Regions from separate parts of the Mus musculus genome. Here all the other regions are linked to region 1. A link is a contact called in public ChIA-PET, HiChIP or PLAC-seq and promoter capture Hi-C data. All regions are on one chromosome and are shown on one strand. The core of a region is the stretch at or near the end of the contact, and the rest is flanking DNA. Distances in the headings are between cores, read along the strand shown. Region 1 holds the start of Eif4g2 (eukaryotic translation initiation factor 4, gamma 2). Region 2 has its middle 13 kb from the start of Wee1. Region 3 overlaps Usp47 (ubiquitin specific peptidase 47). Region 4 has its middle 33 kb from the start of Gm33204. Region 5 holds the start of Swap70 (SWA-70 protein). Region 6 overlaps Swap70 (SWA-70 protein). Region 7 overlaps Swap70 (SWA-70 protein).

Region 1 (2,608 bases), core at 71-2,570:
AAAATATCACAGTATATATTTCTACTAGTTATAAAGCCATACAAGTTATATATACAAAGCAAAATCTCTTATATTGAAAAAAATTGCCCCTCTCCTAAAAAATGCTTTTCTTTTTTACACTTAACCCCCAAATAAAAATGGTTTTTACAGTTTTTAGTTTAAGTGAAAGTTTATTTAATAGCATTAATTCTAAGGCAAAGACCTAAGTTTACTAGAATTATAAACCTTCAAAGCCACACTTTTCAGCAGACTTAAATACTAAGGAAAGTACAATTGTCTGCTGAAAATTCTATTTAAGAACTAGGGCTTTCAACACCAAGACATGCCAAATTACGTTTGGGTCTTTGAAAACCCAGCTCTTGGGAATGAATTCCAAGCCATGACTGTTGAAAACACACGTGCTTTAGTTTAGTAACCCATCTTATTGAAAAAAAAAAATGCATGCTTAACAGAGATGGGACATTTCTCGTTTACATACCTTCATTTTTGGAAAGCTAAAATGTTGCATACTGTGGCATACATACATAACCCATCTTTTAAAATACCACCTGGAAGTATAGTTTGAAATGCTTCATTTTCCTATATAGCCCTTAAATAAAATGAAAGCACTGCGCTGCCCGTCTTTAATGTTTGTTAAAAATGAAGGAAAAACTTTAAAAAATGACTTTGCAATTTCCAAATGCCCGCGCTCTGCAAACACTTCTCAAGCCAGCCTAGTATACTGTCTGGGTCAAGCTCGGTGACAGCAGGCCGAGCATTTGAGTTAAAGCTGCCTCTAGCCTGGGATACAAAGCCCTTCCTTTGATCCTTTTCTCGTTACTCTGCAGATGGAGGACCAACAAACAGAACGCATTCCTATCGATGGGCACACGTCCCTCTCTTCAGCAAAGCTCCCAGACGCTAAACCGAGGCCAGGCCGCAAGGCCACGCCGAGCCCTCAGGACGCCAGGCCCGGGCGGGTCAGGGAGGAGAGGCGAGGAAAAGGTTCTTCTATGCAAGCATGAGGCTGGGACTCCGGAACAAAGCGCCGGCCCAGGAAGACCAGGCGGCCCGGCGGCGCACACTCACTGGGCTCCCGGCGCTACGCAAGAGTCCCGCAGCGCGCCGGCCCGCCGCCCTTACGCCACTGGCTTGGCCCCAGAGCCTTCGCGAATATGGCTTTGCGCACTGCGGCGAGGCTGCGCCGCAACCGAGCTTGCCCGCTGGCTCCTCCCCGCCGCCCTGCGCGGATTGGTAGCGGACGGAAGCCCGGCTGCTGATTGGATAGCGAAGGAGCCACTCGGGGAGGCTCTAGTGGGTCGGCCGCCTCAGAGTGATAAGTTGGGCTTCAGACACGCCTCAGCGCCAGCAGCGAGCCGGAGCTCTATGGAGGTGGCGGCGGGTACCAGGTGGCGGCTGCAGCAGCTACTCCTCTGAGCTGAGACTTTCAAGCCGGCCGCGTCTCCTTCCTCCCCCTTCCCTCCCCCTTTTTTGTTTTCCGTTCCCCTTCCCCCTCCCTTCCCCGTCCCCGACGACCGGATCCAGAGGAGGCAGCTGCGGTGGCAGCTGCTGAGTTCTCGGTGAAGGTGAGTGGAGTCGCCGCCGAGCGGAGCCCTCTAAGATGGCCGCCGCCCCTGGCCGCTTCTTGTCGAGTGGAACAAAATGGCGGCCGCAGGCGGAGCCGGGCGGGGCGGCCTTTCCTCTGCCTTTGGGCTACTTAGAAATCTATGGCCTCCGCGCTCCTTCCTGTGTCGACCGAAGAGCTAGGCTGACGTGCGGTCGAGTGGCGGGCGCAGCCGGGATCCTGACGTGGGATCCGGGAACAGCGTGCGAGCGTGGCAGGCCTCGCGCCTCGGCGGGAGGGACGCGGCCCGCGGCAGGGCCCGGCCGTTGGCGCGGGACCAGCGAGGCGGACGAGTCCGGAGCCCGGCCTCCCGGCGGGGAGGAGGTGTGTGGCCCTACTGCGGGATGTCCCACTCGGGCGACGCCAAGAGCGAGTCTCGGTCCCTTTGTGGGCCTTGGCAGCCGAGGCGCTGTCAGCCGGGGGATTTATGGTGGAGGCGGCGGGTGGGCAGGAGGCCGCCTTCCTGCGGGAGAACAAAGGGCCGGCCCGGAGGGGGCGCCTCCCGCCCAGGCCTGGGCCCTCGCTAGACGCCGCTCGGAAGCTGAGCCAGCCTGGGCCTGGGGGAGGAACTCGCTGCTCTTTTGTTCGCGCGGAGTGGGGCGGAGGTGCCTGCTGCCATGTTGTGTTGTGGCCCCGGCCTTCCGGCGGCTTTCCACACGCGCCCTGTGTAAAAGGAAGGGCTTATAAAGACGAGCGGAGGAAAAGCTGCCCAACACCGGGTAGTGAGGCTCTGGCCGGCCTGTCACCACCCCGGCCACCCATTTTAGTACCGCAGACATATCCCTTGTAGCACCGCCGGTCTTGATAGCATTTCTGTTTAATTTTAAAGGCCCCATAATACGGCTGCTTCCTAGGCAGCATCCAGATTTTTTTTCATTTTATTTTTCTCACAAAAGCTGTTCTTTGCATCCTTGAATACTAAGAGAATCCACGGGGCTAAACAGGTTTTATTGTGTATTTGTGGGTTTTGACTTCGTTCTATTTTAGTCTTCTGAGGGCTGCAAT
Region 2 (2,608 bases), core at 40-2,539, 970 kb after region 1:
ATTATACAGCAAGAGTCTAATTTTTTGTCTCCTTTATCTCTCTCACACATACCATGCATATACCCAACAGTAAGCAATTAAAAACAAAGTATCAGAATGGTATCCAACAAAGAGTGATACATTTTAGGATCTTGGGGAAAAAATGCATAATTGTGTCAGCAATTAAGAGCACTGTCTGCTCTTCCAGAGGACTTGGTCCAGTTCCAAGGACCCACATGGCAACTCACAACGTTCCAGGGGATCTGATGCCCTCTTCTATCTTCCACTAACACAAGGCACACATGGTGCACAGTCGTACTTGCAGGCAAAACACTGGTAAAATTAAAATGAAGCCAAAATAGGGTGTGGGGAGGGGTAGGTGGGAGGCCAGGGTGGCTGCAAGCAGCATGGATTTTGACGGTAACCTAGCATATTAGTGGGAGGAGGCTAACTCCAGTTATCTCTGCAGCTCTCGGCCATCAGACAGGAAGTCCTTTCTCAAGAGAAAATGCAGACTGCCCCCACCCCCAATCCCAGTCACATCACTGCAACATAAGAGTTCACAAGCAGCATATTTCAGACTTGCAGCTCTATGGAGCACCAAACCAAACTAACTCTTGTATTTCCTATTTGCTTTCTGTGGTCATTTCAGGGTTCCTCTGTATAATCCCCACTGTCCTAGAACTCAATGTAGGCCAGGCTGGCCTCGAATTTACAGGCATCCAACTGCCTCTGCCTCTGGAGTCCTAGAATTAAAGGCATGCACTAACACCACCCAAATTAATTTTTATTTTTATTGCAATACTGGGGATGAAACCCAGAGCCCTGTACATGCTAGGCAAGTGTTCTACACTTCTAGTCTCACAGTAGCAATTTTGTAATCCATCACAACCCCACCCCCCACCGCCTCATCCCGCTTCTTGAGCTGGGGGTGTATAGTGCAGGGGAGAGTGTGTGGCTGGCATGTACAAAACTCAGGGTTCAATCCTCGTTACCTTGCTCTTAACAAAGACATAAAGGGATGCTTTTTTTTAATTTTATTTTTAAGTAAAAAGATCACAGAAATGTCCTAAATAAAAATCCCGAGTCCCAAACAGATCAGCCACTAGAAAAGCAGATAATCGAGTAATTGCCCGTCCCTGGGATTTGTGACATGTACAGGAAATGATCTGGGTGACCACACCAGGAGCAACAAGGACAGCTCCTGTTGGCTGGTCACACTGTAATGAATTAAGCAGGCTTTGCTGAAGTTGGAGCAGTACATAAGACGTGGTGACTTCTTCAGTGAGTCAGAAACCTTGTCGGGGAGGGGGAGGGGCGCGACGGCTGCCTCCCGGCCTCCCGTTCCTCCCTTGCTGGTTTCTAGCAGCAACTAAACAGTGTTTGGCTTTTGTTGTCGGGGCCTGATGACTCACTGGTAAGTTTTAAAGTTCTGTAAAGGACCCTGCTTCACCGCAGATAGGATCAAGATGAGCTCACCCAGCAGCTGGGTAGGTAAAGAGAACCCAGCTCTGTGACTTGGTCAGGCAGTTGGAAGCCCAGATGCATACACAGAGGAAAACAAACACCACTTCCTAAGTGCAACAACCAAGTCCCCATATGACTGTGTCTCATGTTTAAACATCATGCTTAGCCTACCACCTCCAGGCTGCCTTCACACAGGTCAGAACAGGAGACAAATCACACATGCTACAGGAAGTGTTGCTTTGGAAGAGCTGAGAGGGCAGAGAACATTCCAGGGGCAGCTACAGGAGAGGCTGTCCTCGGACCACCCTCCATATGTGTTCTATGGCATGATGTTCCCACACGTACAGAAAAATAAATAGTACTAAAATGTTTTACTGAAAAAATTTTTTTTCCAAGACAGGGTTTCTCTGTATAGTCCTGGCTGTCCTGAAACTCATTTTGTAGAGCAGGCTGGCCTCGAACTCAGAAATCCACCTGCCTCTGCCTCCCAAGTGCTGGGATCAAAGGCATGCCCCACCACTGCCACCACCACCTGGTATTTTTTTTTTTTTTTTAATTATATGTAAGTACACTGTAGCTGTCTTCAGACACACCAGAAGAGGGAGTCAGATCTCATTACTAGATCAGTCAGATCTAATTTGTTTTTAAAAATGTTTTTAAAGACTGTTTTAGGGGCTGGAGTGATGGCTCAGTGGCTAAGAGCACCCGACTGCTCTTCCGAAGGTCCAGAGTTCAAATCCCAGCAACCACATGGTGGCTCACAACCATCCGTACGTAACAAGATCTGACGCCCTCTTCTGGTGTGTCTGAAGACAGCTACAGTGTACTTACATACAATAATAAATAAATCTTTAAAAAAAAGGGGGGGGGGGCTGGAGAGATGGCTCAGAGGTTAAGAGCACCGACTGCTCTTCCAAAGGTCCTGAGTTCAAATCCCAGCAACCACATGGTGGCTCGCATGTCTGAAAACAGCTACAGTGTGCTTACATATAATAAATAAATATTTTTTAAAAAAAAGACTGTTTTAGTGATTTCTGAGATAATGTATTATTTGACCCAGAGCCCTTATAGAAACATTTCTGCAGATTGCAAAATACGAACAGTACATACAAAAGTATGTCTATTGCTGCCTTGTTAGTTCCTTTAGTGAATCCATACTAAG
Region 3 (2,608 bases), core at 29-2,528, 970 kb before region 1:
AGCATCAAGAAGAGACTTGTCACTGGTGTGATCCAGTGGTGCCTATGGGTACAAAATAATGTTAAGAGTATATATAAAAATGTGATAATAAAACACCAAACACACACATATTTATATGTAAATATTTCAGTAATGATTTGGCTAAATTTCTTTTAAGCTAGATTTTGAATGAACCCCTCTATCACGAGCTGAATTGCTGAGCTCAATTGACAGTTTATGCTGTGAGCATCCCAGAGGGTCACATTCCCCAGCATCTAAAACCCCAAACAAAGAAAAGGCGAAGGGATTGATGTAAGCATAATGTGTACTAAAAATCAATACTGCTTGTACATGCACATAGATTTCTTTTTCTAAAATGTATGCAATGCAATAGATTTTCATAAAAACTAGAAAAAGTTATATAACTACTGAATAATCCTCCAATCTCCAAGAATGTCAAAAGGTTTTTTTTTTTTTTTGCTTTTTGTTTTTAAAAATTTAGCAATAGCACAGGAAAACAGAGTACTATGAACATACCAGAAATTCTGAGAAATTAAAAAGTAAGATAGAAAACAGTTATGACTTATGAAAAAAACAAATCTAGAAAAACCCTAGAGCTCAAAGTACCTACAGTTCAAAGTGCCTCTAGGAGACTTATGGAGATAAAGGTGGTAGAAAACACTAGTGAACAAACGAGGAAAGGCGTTCTGGTCAGGCCAGCCCCTCCTTTTCCTCCTTGGACTAAGCAGTGGACATCAGAATTTATTCTCTCTGGATACTATAGCCACCGAGGTAGAGAGCAGAACCATGCAACCAGATGCTGGTCATCTCTCAACCCCAGAGAGATGGGCTAACATCGGCACGCCCCATCCCTCTAACATGAAAATGGAAACTGAATACTGCACATTTAGTCAGCCTCCATGCAGATTCTTGACTACAAAGATCTCCGAGTAAAACAAGAATCACTAAGCCTTTGGGGAGATGCTGCAGTATAGAAATGAGACAACACAGAAAATGAAACAGAAACATCACAAAGGAAGCAAGCAGTTACTACCACAGAAACTGAGACATAAAACAAACTCACACATCTGAGACTGCATACATCAGAAATACCTTTGAGCTTGAGAGTTAAAATGCACAGTTACACAAATAAAAGGAAATGAAAGTGATTTTATTCATAATTTTTATTAAAATAAACTTCCAGTAAACATGAAAAATTTCCTTTAGTTGATATGTATAATAGTCACCTTTTTATGAATACAAAACTGATGACCTGATATTATGCAAATTTTAGGACAACTGGTGACTCTAGAACCAAGGCAAGGGAAGAGGGATCAGTCACTGTGTCTATACGGTTTTGATAACCATATAAAGGAAATTGTAATGTCCAAGCTTTCATTTTAGCACCACTAACAACAGCAGTAATCACAGCTATGACATTATTATTAGCAGCTTAAGCAAATGCTTTAAGTCTGAGGGTTTACCATGTCAGCAGTAGTGACTCCATTTTCCCTGGTCAAATCAAAGGTTCCATTTATGTAGCCTACTTTGTTGGCCACATCTTCAAAGAGCTTTCGGACTGGGGTAGATGCTGGTAAATTTAATGTGATCCGTTCACTCACTGTCTTCGAGTTAGTAGTGTCTTGTATTATACATAAGACTCTAGGTTCTTCAGCAGCATTTTCTATCTGAAATTTTAAAAAAGTTTCAATTATTCTTAAAAGAAACACAAGTATAACTAACCATAAAATTTTATGATCAGCGTAAAGAACCCATAAGACAGTATTTTCTCTGTGTTGTTTTACTCTGTTTGAAACACATCCCAATAGATCATGTCAAACATAAGCACCATGATTGCTTTGGGGGAAGTAGCCATTCCTATGGGTATCTGCTTTTACCTTTTAAGGTTATAAAGCAATAGAGCCAAGAAGCCATGAAAACTTAAAGTTAAAAATTACAAAATTTAGGGCTAAAGCAATGACTCAGGTTAAGAGAGCCTGTTGCTCTTCTAAAGGACCTGAATTTATTAGTTCTCAGTACTCATGCTGAGCATGAGTTCATATGCACTTCTAACTCAGCTCCAGATCCAATGCTCTCTTCTGGCTTCCACAGGCACCAAGCATTTTGGTGGTATACAGACACACATGCTGGCAAAACACTCATACATGTAAAAAGTTCTCAATTAACAAGTTTGACCTTTAAAAATATATCATTACCAAGTCTTTTCAGCTATCAACCTGGAAACTGAATTATAAATTTTCCTTCCTTCTTTTTATCAGTAAATGTCAAGACAATTTAAAAAAATATATATATCCTTCTCAAAAAAAAAAAAAAAACAAGTATGCCCTATACCCTCCCTTAAGCTCTTGAAAATACTGACTTCCTTTTCCATTTCTCATGATACTAACAGTTAAATCAACTGTGTCTGAACACACCAGATGCTTGAGTAGAAGAAATTCCCTCTTCCTCATCTAATGGCGACCTCAACATGAGTTACCTATATCTACCCAGCTTCTGAAACCAGAGCCAAGCTGAGCGTCTTCCAGTTCCAGCTTTCCTCTTCTAGTCTACTTAGGCATCCCTTGTTGCTCTGTTCTCATGCTATAATCAGAGTATCTTCTATCAAAAT
Region 4 (2,608 bases), core at 56-2,555, 890 kb before region 1:
ATCGTAATTTATCACTGGGCAGGGTAAAGGTTTAATATTTTGTATATAAAGCCTGCTGACCACATCTTCAGCCTCCTCTCCTATGCCTTAGACTCCTACGTACAATTGTCATGTGAGCGACATATATCTATATCTAATCTATATATATATAAACTCTGTCTACTTTATCAGCAATTTTGATGCGTACAACAATATTGTTGGGTAGTACAGGCGATGGGAATAATGGATTTCTGCTCATTTTTAGACTAGCTTGCTTTAATGGGAAGTAACCAGATCTGATTAAAAAATTCCAACTTCCAGTTTTTGACCGTTTGATCTTCTGTTTTAGATTATTCTCTGTGCTATCCAGAAGCCTTGAGAATGGAACTATTCCTATCCCAGGACTTTCAAGTATACAGAGATAAGATAGCAACTTGTTTCCAGACCCCACCCTGGCTCTGCTCTGGATGAAGGACTAGTGGGGATTGCCTATCGTTCTCATGAGTTTAGACTTTGGAGGTTCCCTCTGTCTTTGCACAATCTTGAACTTTCCCTGAACCCAGGTTCCAGGGACAAGCTGGAGCCTTTTGATGGAGGCCTCTGGGTACAGAAGTAGCTTGAGAAACAGAGACGAATGGAGTCTGACAAGCGAGTAATTTGGCACCAGTTATCGTTTTTCATCATGGTAGAGAGGTTCAGTCTCCACCTAGCATCTTGTAGCCTGGCCTGTGACGATGGGTAATGGCATGTTCTTACCTTTCAGGGTGTGGTGGGAAATACTAGAAAACGAGTTTGGTACCAGTGGGGTGGCTTATCCTAGAGTGCGCCCCACAGGACTGTATCAGGACAGCCTCTGGCTAGACCATCCAGGGACCTGGGTGAGCCAGGTCGCCTGCTGTGGGTGGTTATTTGAATGTACTTTAAAGGCTTAGTTGCTCTGACCTCTGTTAAGTAGTTTGGCAGTCATATATCAAAAGAGTCCTTAACAATTAAGCTAAGAATCAGGCAGGAGGCACATGCCTTTAATCGTAGCATTTGGGAGAGCGAGTTCCACCACAGCAGGAGAAACCCTGTCTCAAAAAAACCCCAAACCAAACCAAACCAAGAAAAACAAACCAAACCAAACCAAACCAAACCAAACCAAACCAAACCAAACCAAACCAAACCAAACCAAAACAGAAAAATCAAGCTAAGAAGTAGCTGCCCCATACTAGGGTCTGTGTTAAGTTTGTCAAATACCAAGGTGAATCATGGTCCAGCAGAAACTCACATCTAGTGTGGATTATAAGATGTACAGACAAACAGCTGAATCACTGCAGAAAGCCACATTGACTCACACACATGACATCATGTGCAGGAAGTTCGGAGGAGGGAGACACACTCATGACTGACTCAGCACCTGAGGCAAAGTTTTGGAGAGAACATCTGAACGAAGCTTGATAGGATTAGAGGTGCAGGAGGGATAGCTTGGGGGCTGTTAGGAGGAATGCCAAAGTGTATGCAGAACTTCTGGAAGTTTTGTTTCATAGACATCAGGAAGGTGGACTAGGGTAGATCTTTACCTGTGTAAGGAGTTTAAACTGGATTCTTTGTGTCTGTGGTGAATGTGTTATGCATTTGTGTGTGTTTGTGTGTGTGCATGCTTGTGCATGTGTGTGCATGTGTGGGTTTGTGTGTGCATGTACATGTTTGTGTGGGTGCTTTCATGTGTGTGTGTGTGTGTGTGTGAGAGAGAGAGAGAGAGAAAGAGAGAGAGAGAGAGAGAGAGAGAGAGAGAGAGAGAGAGAGAGAGAGAGAGAGAGAGAAACTATGGAGTTTGAGAAAGCAAGAATCTCTCATTTAGATTTAAATCTCTTATTTAGTCTGGAGCTCACTAAATAAGCTAAGCTAGTTGTCCAACAAGCCCCAGGGACCTGCCTGTCTCTTCCCCGAAGCATTAGGAGTACAAGCACAGCCCACAAGCCTTGCTTTTCCACATAGGTTCTGGAGACCAAACTCAAGTCTTCAAGAGAGCTGTTTCCAAGTCCTGGACTTGAGATCAGCAACCTGAGTGGATGGGTGTCCTAGAGAGGGTTAGTTATAGGATGGGTGAGGGAAGGGCAGGATGCTCAGCATCCATTAGTACTGTTGAATCAGGATGATCAGTGAGAAGGAACCCTAGAGAAATGTCTTGGAGTAAAATTAATAAGCTGATTATTAAAAGGATCAAAAGGCAGAACTTAATGAAGTGCATGAAGTTCCCAAGCCTGGGTGCTAGGTAGACTGAGGACACACTTGGGAAGAACAGGGGCAAATCATATTTGGAAGGAGAAGCTCCATTCTGGACAGACGTTTGAAGAACATAATGTTTGGGTAGAAGTTCAGAGTTGGCCTGCGGGAGGAAATGGCTGTGAGGGAGAGTCCACAGGCTCCTTAGACTGGGTTGAGAAAAAGTAGTGCACTTTGGTAAGACTTCAGAGGGGGAAGGCAAGTAAGTGAGTTGGTTGCAGAGAATTAGTAAGAGGCAACAGTGACTTAGTGATTGGGACCCGATAGACCAGTTTAATTTCTGGTTCTGCCATTTCCTTTTTATGTGTGGCCTTGAACAAGTTACTTAACTTTGAAAAAACCTGTTTTCTCATCTGTAAGA
Region 5 (2,608 bases), core at 71-2,570, 860 kb after region 1:
GGCAGTATGACAAAGCTTTGTGGGACAGAACTGATGAAATCCTAGTTAGTTAGTGATAGTTACTTCCTACGTGTGCTAAAACTCGTTGAACTGTACACCAGAAAAACCTATTATTAACTTTTTTAAATATTATTTTTAAATTATGAGCGTGCATGTGAAAATGTGTGTGCTGCTGCCCACAGACGCGAGAGGCAGCCCCTGGAGCTGGAATTATAGGCTACCCCTATAGCTATGTGAGTTATCCCACGTGGGTGCTGGGAACAGAATTCTGGACCTCTGGAAGAGCAGTCGCCCCTAACCACGGAGCATCCATCTCTCCAAGACCCCGTATATTACTTTTTTTAAAGTAAAAGTATGTGACTAATTTCCATCGGTCCTTCCAGACTATGATTTAATGAATAAGATCAAAAGGAAAACAAGTGAGCCCGCCAGATCCTGCTGGCAATAAAAGTCACTACTGAAAAGAACTTCCTCATTTACTACACAAAATATACAAAGCAAACCCAAACTTCGGAAATTTTTTTTCTTAGAAGAGGCTAAGAAAACCCAGTCATTCAGATCCAAAATGTGTATATTTTAAAAATGCCTGTTGAATGGCTCCTCTTGTCTGTTTCTATATTTCAGGCTTTTCAAGACGCTGCCAATTTCTCCTGGCTGGGTGCCACTTTGGGGTTTACTCGACTTACAAGTATCCCTTTATGCGTACCTCATACTCTGGAGTCTTTAGGCAGCCCTGAGGAGGACTCTGCAAAAGCAATGGCCTTTGCAGGGAGCCCGTAAGACCCGGGGCCGCTCCGCACGCGCTCTCACTGGCCCCAAGGTCTGCGGACGCCGGGGCGGGGAGGCTCTGCTCAGCGTCCCGGAGGCGAGCCTGAGGCTCCCGGGCCCCCATACAGCCCGTGGCGGGGGGAGACGCTCTGCGGGTCCCGCGGCGCCTCTCGGAGCGCACCTCGGCCGTCGCGGGAGCCGCAGGAGCGCGTCCACCCCCGCGCACCGCCCGGAGGCCTGAGGAAGAGTGAGGACCGCCGCCCCGCCACATTCCCAAGCAGCCCTCCCTGCGGACACCGCCGCGGGTCCCGTGCCCTACAGGAAGAGCGCCGGCAGGGGGCTCACCTTGAGTTGCGACTTGGAGACCTTGCCGCTGCGGTCCAGGTCGAGCGCGGTGAAGGCGTGCCAAATGGCTTTGAGCAGTTCGTCTTTCAAGCCCCTCATGGCCGCGGCCGCGCTGCCCTAACAGACCTGGTCAGCCCAGTCGGCAACTCAGCGCCTCTGCCTCCTGCAGGATCCCCACAGAAGACTCGGCCCGCCGCGCGGTCACCTGACCGCTGCAGGCCCCGCCCTCCCAAAGGGCACACCCCTCTGGTCCCGCCCCTCCGTCTTACCAACCAGCCCTGGGATACCCTCTGCCCACTACGGGGACGTAAACAACACGCAAAGTCCTTGTGGTGGGTTTCCACACCAACTCAGGCCATTTTCAAAGCTCGCATGTGCTCCCAAAGGAATGCCCACCAGCCCGAGGAACACTCAAGACTGGAGTGATCAGCCACTGAGGCTTTTGCAGGAGTCTCACAGTTATTAAAGGAGTCTTGGTTCAGTCCTGGGATGGAGTCACGGTCTTAAGAGGCCAGACAAGACCCCGAAAAATGTCCAGGCAGAGCCTGGAATGCTCAGTCCCAAATCAGGAAGGATAAAGAAGGAGACAGAAACAAAAATAGAAATCTAAGAAAGTTGCTTCATGCACTTTGCAAATATGCATTGATGGCCCTCTGTAGTGGCCTCTAGGGGCAGAGCAACAAGTTTTAAGAAGAGTTAAGAAGTCAATGATAGGCTTATAAAGGCTCATAGATAAAGGCTCTTGATGCCAAACCTAACGATTTTGAGTTCTCTCTCCTAAACCCACATAGGGGAATGAGAATCGCAAGTCGTCTCCTGACTTCCACCGCATGCCCACACACCTACAATAAATAAATAAATAAATAAATAAATGAGTAAAATAGAAGTTAATAAGCCCAGCAACATTTTCTTTCTAACCTCTGCCGCTTAGGATCAGTTCACATCCTAGGAAGAGCTTCACGGAGGTAAAGTTGCTGTCGCTGGTGGATTGTGCTCCCATTATTGGAAATCATGCAAATCACTCCATCTATTTTAATAATGAGAATGGTTGACCACTTAAAAGAATCCATCCAGACCTAGAGAAGTGCCCAGATGGCATCTCTTACACTTGAACTCTTCTGACTTCAAATTCTCCACAAATAGAAAGAGCATAGATACCAGATGGTCCAGAAGGCTCTTTCCCACTGCCTGGGGTAGTGACTGTGACTGGGTAACTTGAATCTCATCACAATAGCACAATCCTTAGACACTATGGAAAGGATAACTATCAAAAGTCAAAAGCAGGGGATTCCCAGATCAAAGTGTAGTTTATTTTTCCTCTTTAAAGTTCCTTTGGGCCTATGGTGTAGCTCAGTTGGTAGAGCTCTTATCTAACATGTACAAAGCCCTGAATTTATCCTTAGCACTACACGGTGCTAGACCAGGCATGGTGGTGCATGTCTGTAATCCCAGCGCTTGGAATTCAGAAGTCCAATGACATCCTTAGCTACATATG
Region 6 (2,608 bases), core at 74-2,573, 840 kb after region 1:
GCCCTGATTGGAGACAGGCCCCTCATCGTCATCCCTAAAGTGCTCCTCAAGGGCAACCGGGTCATGTGGAACCTTCAGCACCGTGCACAGGTTATGGGAAAGGACCTAAGAGGAGGGAAAAACAACACTGTAAAGACACCCGCTTACCACCACGTAACACCTTACCCACGTGAACAACAAGCTGCCCCTGCTCTAAGTAAAAAATGAGAAGAATCTACCAAACATGGGGTATGGCTCAAGTCTTTTCATTCCTTTTTCCAAGATCTGTTTCACCTGCTCACCATGAGTCAGACCCCATGAAGGTCTGAGAACAAATACTTCTTGACGGTTCTTATTAAGTAGTCCACATTATGGAGGAAAGGGGAGCAGGCACAATAGAATGCATTTAAAATTAAACTCTTCCCCTCGTCAACCTGCTTGGCCATGAGAATTTGTTTACAGAAACTAACAAATGCTGTAAAGCGTTTTGGAGAAGGTATCTGACCTAGACAAGACACAGCTGCCCTGGACTCAACATTTCCCATGTATTAGAAAGAACCATATTAACATAGCCTTTGGGAAGCTCCAGCAGAAGACTGTGAGTCTGGAGTCAAACGGGGCAACGAGTTTCAGGCCAGACTGGCATATCCCTAGTCTCAAAACCAAAAAGGATAAATATTCACAGACACAGAAGAAAAAGACGGCTAGCTAGAGATGCACCTCAGTGGCAGAGTGCCTGCCTCGTGTGCGGAGGCCCTGGGCTACATCCTCAGCAAAAGGGGTCGGGGGACCAGAGCGGAAGGGAGGAGACCTGTTATGCCAGAGCACACACACAGGACTACTGCTGTGGCACAGTAACCTAAGTGCACACTTAAGCACTCATGAGAGACTCAGCAAACTCACCTGTCTCAAGCTTTAAGTTACATGGAAACTAGAGCAACTTCCATTTCGTTTGAATACTGAACAGATCAAGTAAGGTTAAGGCTGTGCTAACTAACTACTCTTTGCCACATTCGCTGGACATAGCTGCGAACTCTAGTCCTTTAGTCCCAGAGGCAGGTGGATCTGAGTTCAAGGTCAGCCAGGGCTATACAGAGAAACCCTGGTGGGGACGGAGGGCGCCACATTCATCTACATAAGCACCTTCAATTTCATTAAGGAAGTCAACTTCTGCATACACCTATTTCAGTTAGGTCTTTTTAAGATTAAAAGTTTTAATCTATAAAAAGAACATTTGCATATCTCCTTTCTATACTGGTTTTGTTTCTCAAAGCTTCATCTGTGTGGAGATCCTTTGTGCACGCTCTATCAATTTTAAGGAAGTCAATTACTAATCGTCGCGGGTGCAGCAGTGCAGACGTTTACCAGCCCTACCAAGCAGGCTGAGCGGCTGTGTTCCTCAGACCCTGTATTATTATACACCAGTGGAGCCTCTGAGAGGAACACAGTAGAGATGTCATGAAGCCTTGCACACCACAGTCAGCAAAATCCTAAATATATTATTTCTTCTATCTATCCCAAAGAGATTTGTAAGGATTGATTTCAAGACCATAAAATGCTTAAAATGACAAAGAAAAATTCCTATATCAGGTTCAAAGACCATCCAAACATAAAAATCACTCGGGACTTTACCAAGTAAAAATCCCCAACCAGTGGTTAAATTATGGTATGTCTATAAAATGTCAAAATCATGATGAAGCTCACTGTGTACTGACAAGAAAATAACTCCACGATAAACTACGTTTTTTTAAGGGTATATAATATTCAAGTGTCACAAGATAAATGAAAAGAGAGAAAAAAATAAGGAATTCCAAAGGAATACACAGGAAACTATTAACAGTGAGGGAAAGGACTAGGTTGGTGGAAGGCCAGGGATAGAAAACAGGACTCATAGCAGCTCCTTAAAAAAAAAAAAAAAAAAAAAAAAAAAAGTTCTTTGCTTTTGTTGTCTAGGTTATTGTCTCCTGTTCTTGGATTTGAAGCCAGGGCTTGACACATGGCTAAGCAAGCACTCTACCTCTGAACTACACCCTACTCTGCACCTCTCATTTTGCTTAAGAAGAAAAGAAAAGAAAAGAAAAGAAAAGAAAAGAAAAGAAAAGAAAAGAAAAGAAAAGAAAAGAAAAGAAGAGAAAAGGAAAGAAAGGAAAGGAAAAAGGAAAAAGGAAAAGGAAAGAAAAGAAAAAAGAAAAAGAAAAAGAAAAAGAAAAAGAAAAAGAAAAAGAAAAAGAAAAAGAAAAAGAAAAAGAAAAGGAAAAGGAAAAGGAAAAGGAAAAGGAAAAAGGAAAGAAAAAAGGTCATGGCCTGCGAGATGGCTCAGAGAGCTTGCTGTTCACACATGAGCAAATCCTAACACCCAGGATCTAAGGCAACTGTGGGCACATGAGCTTGTAATACCTGCCCCGTGGACAGCAGGGACGGCAGCGGCTTGTAATCCCAGTGCTCTGGAGGAAGGTTAGGAGGGGAGCGTCAGGATAGACTAGCTGGAATTGGTTCTGGATTCAGAGTACAGAGCAGTTAAGGAAGATACCTAGCATTAATTCTGAGCCACCAAAACATATGCAGCCATGTGTACACAAACCACACACACACACACACCTTAGGATACGTGGGTGGGGGATCTGGGATA
Region 7 (2,608 bases), core at 60-2,559, 810 kb after region 1:
AGACTGAAGGCCTCGGGGGTCCAGGAAATAGTCCAGCCAAGTCACTACTAAATAAATAACCACACAATGGCAAGCTTCGGGTAGGGGTGTCAGGATCAGTATCCATAGTTCCCACACCACCTTATCTTCTAAAACATCCAGTTTTCAACTAAAAAAAAAAGTATGAGGAAACAGGAAAGTGTAACCCCTATGTAGGAAAACAGTCAACAGGCACAGCCTTTGAAGCAGCACAGGAGCATATCTACAAAGCCATTACAATAAATATACTATAAAAGAATGACAGGAAGTCACAGTTAGAGATATAATAGAAGGAATAACAATATTCGGTCAAGTGGAGAAAGCATATCAATAAAGAGGCTAATTAATTTTTTTCCATTTCAGTTTTTTCTATTAGATATTTTCTTCATTTACATTTCAAATGCTATCCTGAAAGTCCCCTATACCCTCCCCCTGCCCTACTCCCCAACCCACCCACTCCCGCTTCCTGGCCCTGGCGTTCCCCTGTACTGGGCATATAATCTTCCCAAGACCAAGGGCCAAAGAGGCTAATATAAAAGAACCAAATGGAGAATGATGAGCTGCAATGTTCAAGAACCGACTGAAGAGTAAGTCTTCTAGAGGACGGTGTGCACGCCGTGCACAGCGTGCACAGCATTAGGAAGCCAGGGCGTGGTGTGCTGGAGCACACCTAGGACTCCTGAACTGGAAGCTGCAAGAGGAAGAGCAGACGTTCAAGGCCAACTTCCCTATGTAGAGAGTTGAAGGCTAGCCAGGACTTCAAGATCTTATTTCAAAAAAGAATCAACTAGAGGGGCTCAACAATCTCTTTGGGCTACTAAAGAGATACACAGAAATTATACAGTCAGAAGGACAGAAAAACAAGAAAAATAAACAGCATCAGAGAATCTGGTGACTGTTACACACAATATTCTGTTCAACAGCATGTGGAACAAGTAAAAAGGGAGCAAAAATACTTGAAGAAATACATGGAAATTTTACCCAACATAATGGAAAACCTTGGTCCACATTCTATAAATTCTAAACAGATAAAAAAAAAAAAACAAAGACAGTGCCAGACATGGTGGCCTCATCATTCCTCCCAGGCAGAGCTGATTTCTGAGTTAGAGGTCAGTGTGGTCTACACAGGAAGCTTTGGGCCAGCCAAAGCTGCATACTGAGGCCCTGCCGTAAAACAAGGACAGCGGCAGTCGCAACACCACAGTAAAACCACAAAGAGACGTTGAGAGCAGCAAGACATAAGAACCTCCAGCAAACGCCACAGCAAGTTAGTTCCCCTCAGAAACACATGACTAGTCATTGTCACAAACTGGAATTCGCCATGTCTGGCTGCAGCAGGTGACTACAGAGCCTCCTGCAGCAGAGTGAACAGCACTGTTCAAGACAGCGGCTCTTCCATGAGCCCAGCCTTCCTGCCTATAGATCTGGGTCACCTTCTACTTCTCAGTTCTACTTCTGTGTGTGTATCCCACAGAGCTGTCAGAGCATGTGTGAACACACAAAACAACGGTTCAAGTCTAAGCCCTTTAGCACCATCTCTAAGAGGGACAGCTCAGAGCTTTACCCTTATAGACACAGCTTGCTAGCCCTAGGGCTGGACACCTTCTGAGAACTCAGCTCACCAAACAACTCCTAACTTTTGTGCAGAAAGCAAAGCTCCTGAGGCTGTGTGTGGCTTGGGTACCAAGCGGGACAGCGCTTCCCTTGCCGTCTCTGTCCTGTGCCCAACCTTCCTCACGCTTTCCAGCTCCTGTTGCTTGCGCTTCCCTTGCTGTTTCCCTTGCCATCTCTGTCCTGCGCCTAACCTTCCTCACGCTTTCCAGCTCCTGTTGCTTGTTTTCATTGGCGGCTTGGAGTTCCTTCATCTGCCGCTCCAGCTCCTCCTGCTCGGCTAGCAGCTTCCTTCGGAGCTCTTTCCGACGCTGGCGGGCTTCCTTGTGTGGTGGGGGGCTGCCCAGCTTCAACAGATGGATGGTGGAGTAAATGGCTAGAAGGAGAAGGAGAAAGAACAGGAATTACAACATATATCTAAACTCGAATAATATGTAACACCAGTCGGGGTGCGATGGTGCCAGTGAGCTCAGCCTGGGCAGTATCAGCTTCTCCAGCTCCCACATGAGAAAGATGTGCGTTCAAGTCTTTTCTGAGTCCAGGTCCACAGCTGTGCACCTGTGCTTACAGACACTTCACTGGAAACACACTACACACTACATACACCCACACACACTTTCTAAGACAGAGCTTCATTAGATAGCCCAGTTTGGTCTGTCCTCAAACTCAGAGCAACCCTGCTGTCTTTGGTTACCAAGTGCTGATACCACATACCTGGCCCTTTCCTACTCCCCAAAATGCTAGATAAGGACAGGCAAGATGACTCAGCATGCAAAGACACTTAGCTGTGAAAGCCTGGACCAGTTTAATCCTTGGGATCCACACATGAGATGTGGCAATATATGCCCATACACACACATCATCAGCACACATACACATAACAACAGTTTTTAAAGCCAAGAAAAATTAAGGCACACTAAGGGCAGAGAATCAAAGTTCTTAGCATCTGATGTGCAGTCTATTACACAGACTCTGCCCT

Evidence for each region. Promoter capture Hi-C pulls out the DNA fragments that hold promoters and counts their contacts. ChIA-PET counts read pairs in DNA pulled down with a chosen protein or histone mark. HiChIP or PLAC-seq counts read pairs in DNA pulled down with a chosen protein or histone mark.
Region 2: an H3K27ac HiChIP or PLAC-seq map of embryonic stem cells shows a contact between it and region 1, with 2.6 times the contacts expected there. The contact joins the enhancer-like site here to the promoter of Eif4g2 in region 1. A contact is called at or near these places in 16 of 39 promoter capture datasets (the HPC-7 cell line, HPC-7-derived erythroid cells, cranial neural crest and 10 more) and 3 of 115 datasets of contacts at active chromatin or transcription factors (embryonic stem cells, memory CD8 T cells and pro-B cells).
Region 3: a contact with region 1 is called in an RNA polymerase II ChIA-PET map of memory CD8 T cells, with 21 read pairs. The contact joins the enhancer-like site here to the promoter of Eif4g2 in region 1. A contact is called at or near these places in 12 of 39 promoter capture datasets (the 3T3-L1 cell line, 3T3-L1-derived adipocytes, the C10 cell line and 8 more), 9 of 115 datasets of contacts at active chromatin or transcription factors (differentiating embryonic stem cells, effector CD8 T cells, embryonic forebrain and 6 more) and 3 of 9 other capture datasets (adipose tissue, liver and pancreatic islet).
Region 4: an H3K27ac HiChIP or PLAC-seq map of the NIH/3T3 cell line shows a contact between it and region 1, with 8 times the contacts expected there. The contact joins the enhancer-like site here to the promoter of Eif4g2 in region 1. A contact is called at or near these places in 12 of 39 promoter capture datasets (the 3T3-L1 cell line, 3T3-L1-derived adipocytes, cranial neural crest and 8 more), 1 of 15 datasets of contacts at CTCF or cohesin (the NIH/3T3 cell line), 18 of 115 datasets of contacts at active chromatin or transcription factors (the NIH/3T3 cell line, SST interneurons, astrocytes and 15 more) and 2 of 9 other capture datasets (adipose tissue and liver).
Region 5: a contact with region 1 is called in a promoter capture Hi-C map of cranial neural crest. The contact joins the promoter of Swap70 here to the promoter of Eif4g2 in region 1. A contact is called at or near these places in 4 of 39 promoter capture datasets (cranial neural crest, liver, neutrophils and 1 more), 1 of 115 datasets of contacts at active chromatin or transcription factors (large pre-B cells) and 1 of 9 other capture datasets (adipose tissue).
Region 6: an H3K4me3 HiChIP or PLAC-seq map of the 230-238 cell line shows a contact between it and region 1, with 4 times the contacts expected there. The contact joins the enhancer-like site here to the promoter of Eif4g2 in region 1. A contact is called at or near these places in 2 of 39 promoter capture datasets (liver and pre-B cells), 2 of 115 datasets of contacts at active chromatin or transcription factors (the 230-238 cell line and regulatory T cell precursor) and 2 of 9 other capture datasets (adipose tissue and embryonic stem cells).
Region 7: a contact with region 1 is called in an H3K4me3 HiChIP or PLAC-seq map of bone marrow-derived macrophages, with 4 times the contacts expected there. The contact joins the enhancer-like site here to the promoter of Eif4g2 in region 1. A contact is called at or near these places in 4 of 39 promoter capture datasets (hippocampal neurons, liver, neutrophils and 1 more), 2 of 115 datasets of contacts at active chromatin or transcription factors (bone marrow-derived macrophages and regulatory T cell precursor) and 1 of 9 other capture datasets (adipose tissue).

What each region holds. Positions count from the first base shown.
Region 1 is chr7:111,081,742-111,084,349 of GRCm38.p6, reverse strand. Eif4g2 (eukaryotic translation initiation factor 4, gamma 2) reads left to right here and starts at 1,320. Exons shown (of 22, transcript NM_013507.3): 1 at 1,320-1,565.
Region 2 is chr7:110,108,107-110,110,714 of GRCm38.p6, reverse strand. No RefSeq gene overlaps it. Among named protein-coding and RNA genes, the nearest start is that of Wee1, 13 kb to the left of the region's middle. Within about 2 kb of position 1,289, at least 283 of the 459 cell types and tissues checked have an H3K27ac peak or open chromatin away from gene starts, as enhancers often do. A contact at or near this core is called in the HPC-7 cell line, embryonic stem cells, hematopoietic stem and progenitor cells and 5 more, where this site is marked.
Region 3 is chr7:112,052,276-112,054,883 of GRCm38.p6, reverse strand. It overlaps Usp47 (ubiquitin specific peptidase 47), which reads right to left. Exons shown (of 29, transcript NM_001357952.1): 2 at 1,464-1,667; 3 at 1-42. Among named protein-coding and RNA genes, the nearest start is that of Usp47, 30 kb to the right of the region's middle. Within about 2 kb of position 1,278, at least 24 of the 459 cell types and tissues checked have an H3K27ac peak or open chromatin away from gene starts, as enhancers often do. A contact at or near this core is called in effector CD8 T cells and memory CD8 T cells, where this site is marked.
Region 4 is chr7:111,975,303-111,977,910 of GRCm38.p6, reverse strand. No RefSeq gene overlaps it. Among named protein-coding and RNA genes, the nearest start is that of Gm33204, 33 kb to the left of the region's middle. Within about 2 kb of position 1,305, at least 51 of the 459 cell types and tissues checked have an H3K27ac peak or open chromatin away from gene starts, as enhancers often do. A contact at or near this core is called in the NIH/3T3 cell line and trophoblast stem cells, where this site is marked.
Region 5 is chr7:110,220,415-110,223,022 of GRCm38.p6, reverse strand. It overlaps Swap70 (SWA-70 protein), which reads right to left and starts at 1,320. Exons shown (of 12, transcript NM_009302.3): 1 at 1,114-1,320. The coding sequence starts at 1,212.
Region 6 is chr7:110,240,881-110,243,488 of GRCm38.p6, reverse strand. It overlaps Swap70 (SWA-70 protein), which reads right to left. Exons shown (of 12, transcript NM_009302.3): 2 at 1-105. Among named protein-coding and RNA genes, the nearest start is that of Swap70, 20 kb to the right of the region's middle. Within about 2 kb of position 1,323, at least 28 of the 459 cell types and tissues checked have an H3K27ac peak or open chromatin away from gene starts, as enhancers often do. A contact at or near this core is called in the 230-238 cell line and pre-B cells, where this site is marked.
Region 7 is chr7:110,269,297-110,271,904 of GRCm38.p6, reverse strand. It overlaps Swap70 (SWA-70 protein), which reads right to left. Exons shown (of 12, transcript NM_009302.3): 7 at 1,824-2,005. Among named protein-coding and RNA genes, the nearest start is that of Gm32861, 18 kb to the left of the region's middle. Within about 2 kb of position 1,309, at least 72 of the 459 cell types and tissues checked have an H3K27ac peak or open chromatin away from gene starts, as enhancers often do. A contact at or near this core is called in bone marrow-derived macrophages and neutrophils, where this site is marked.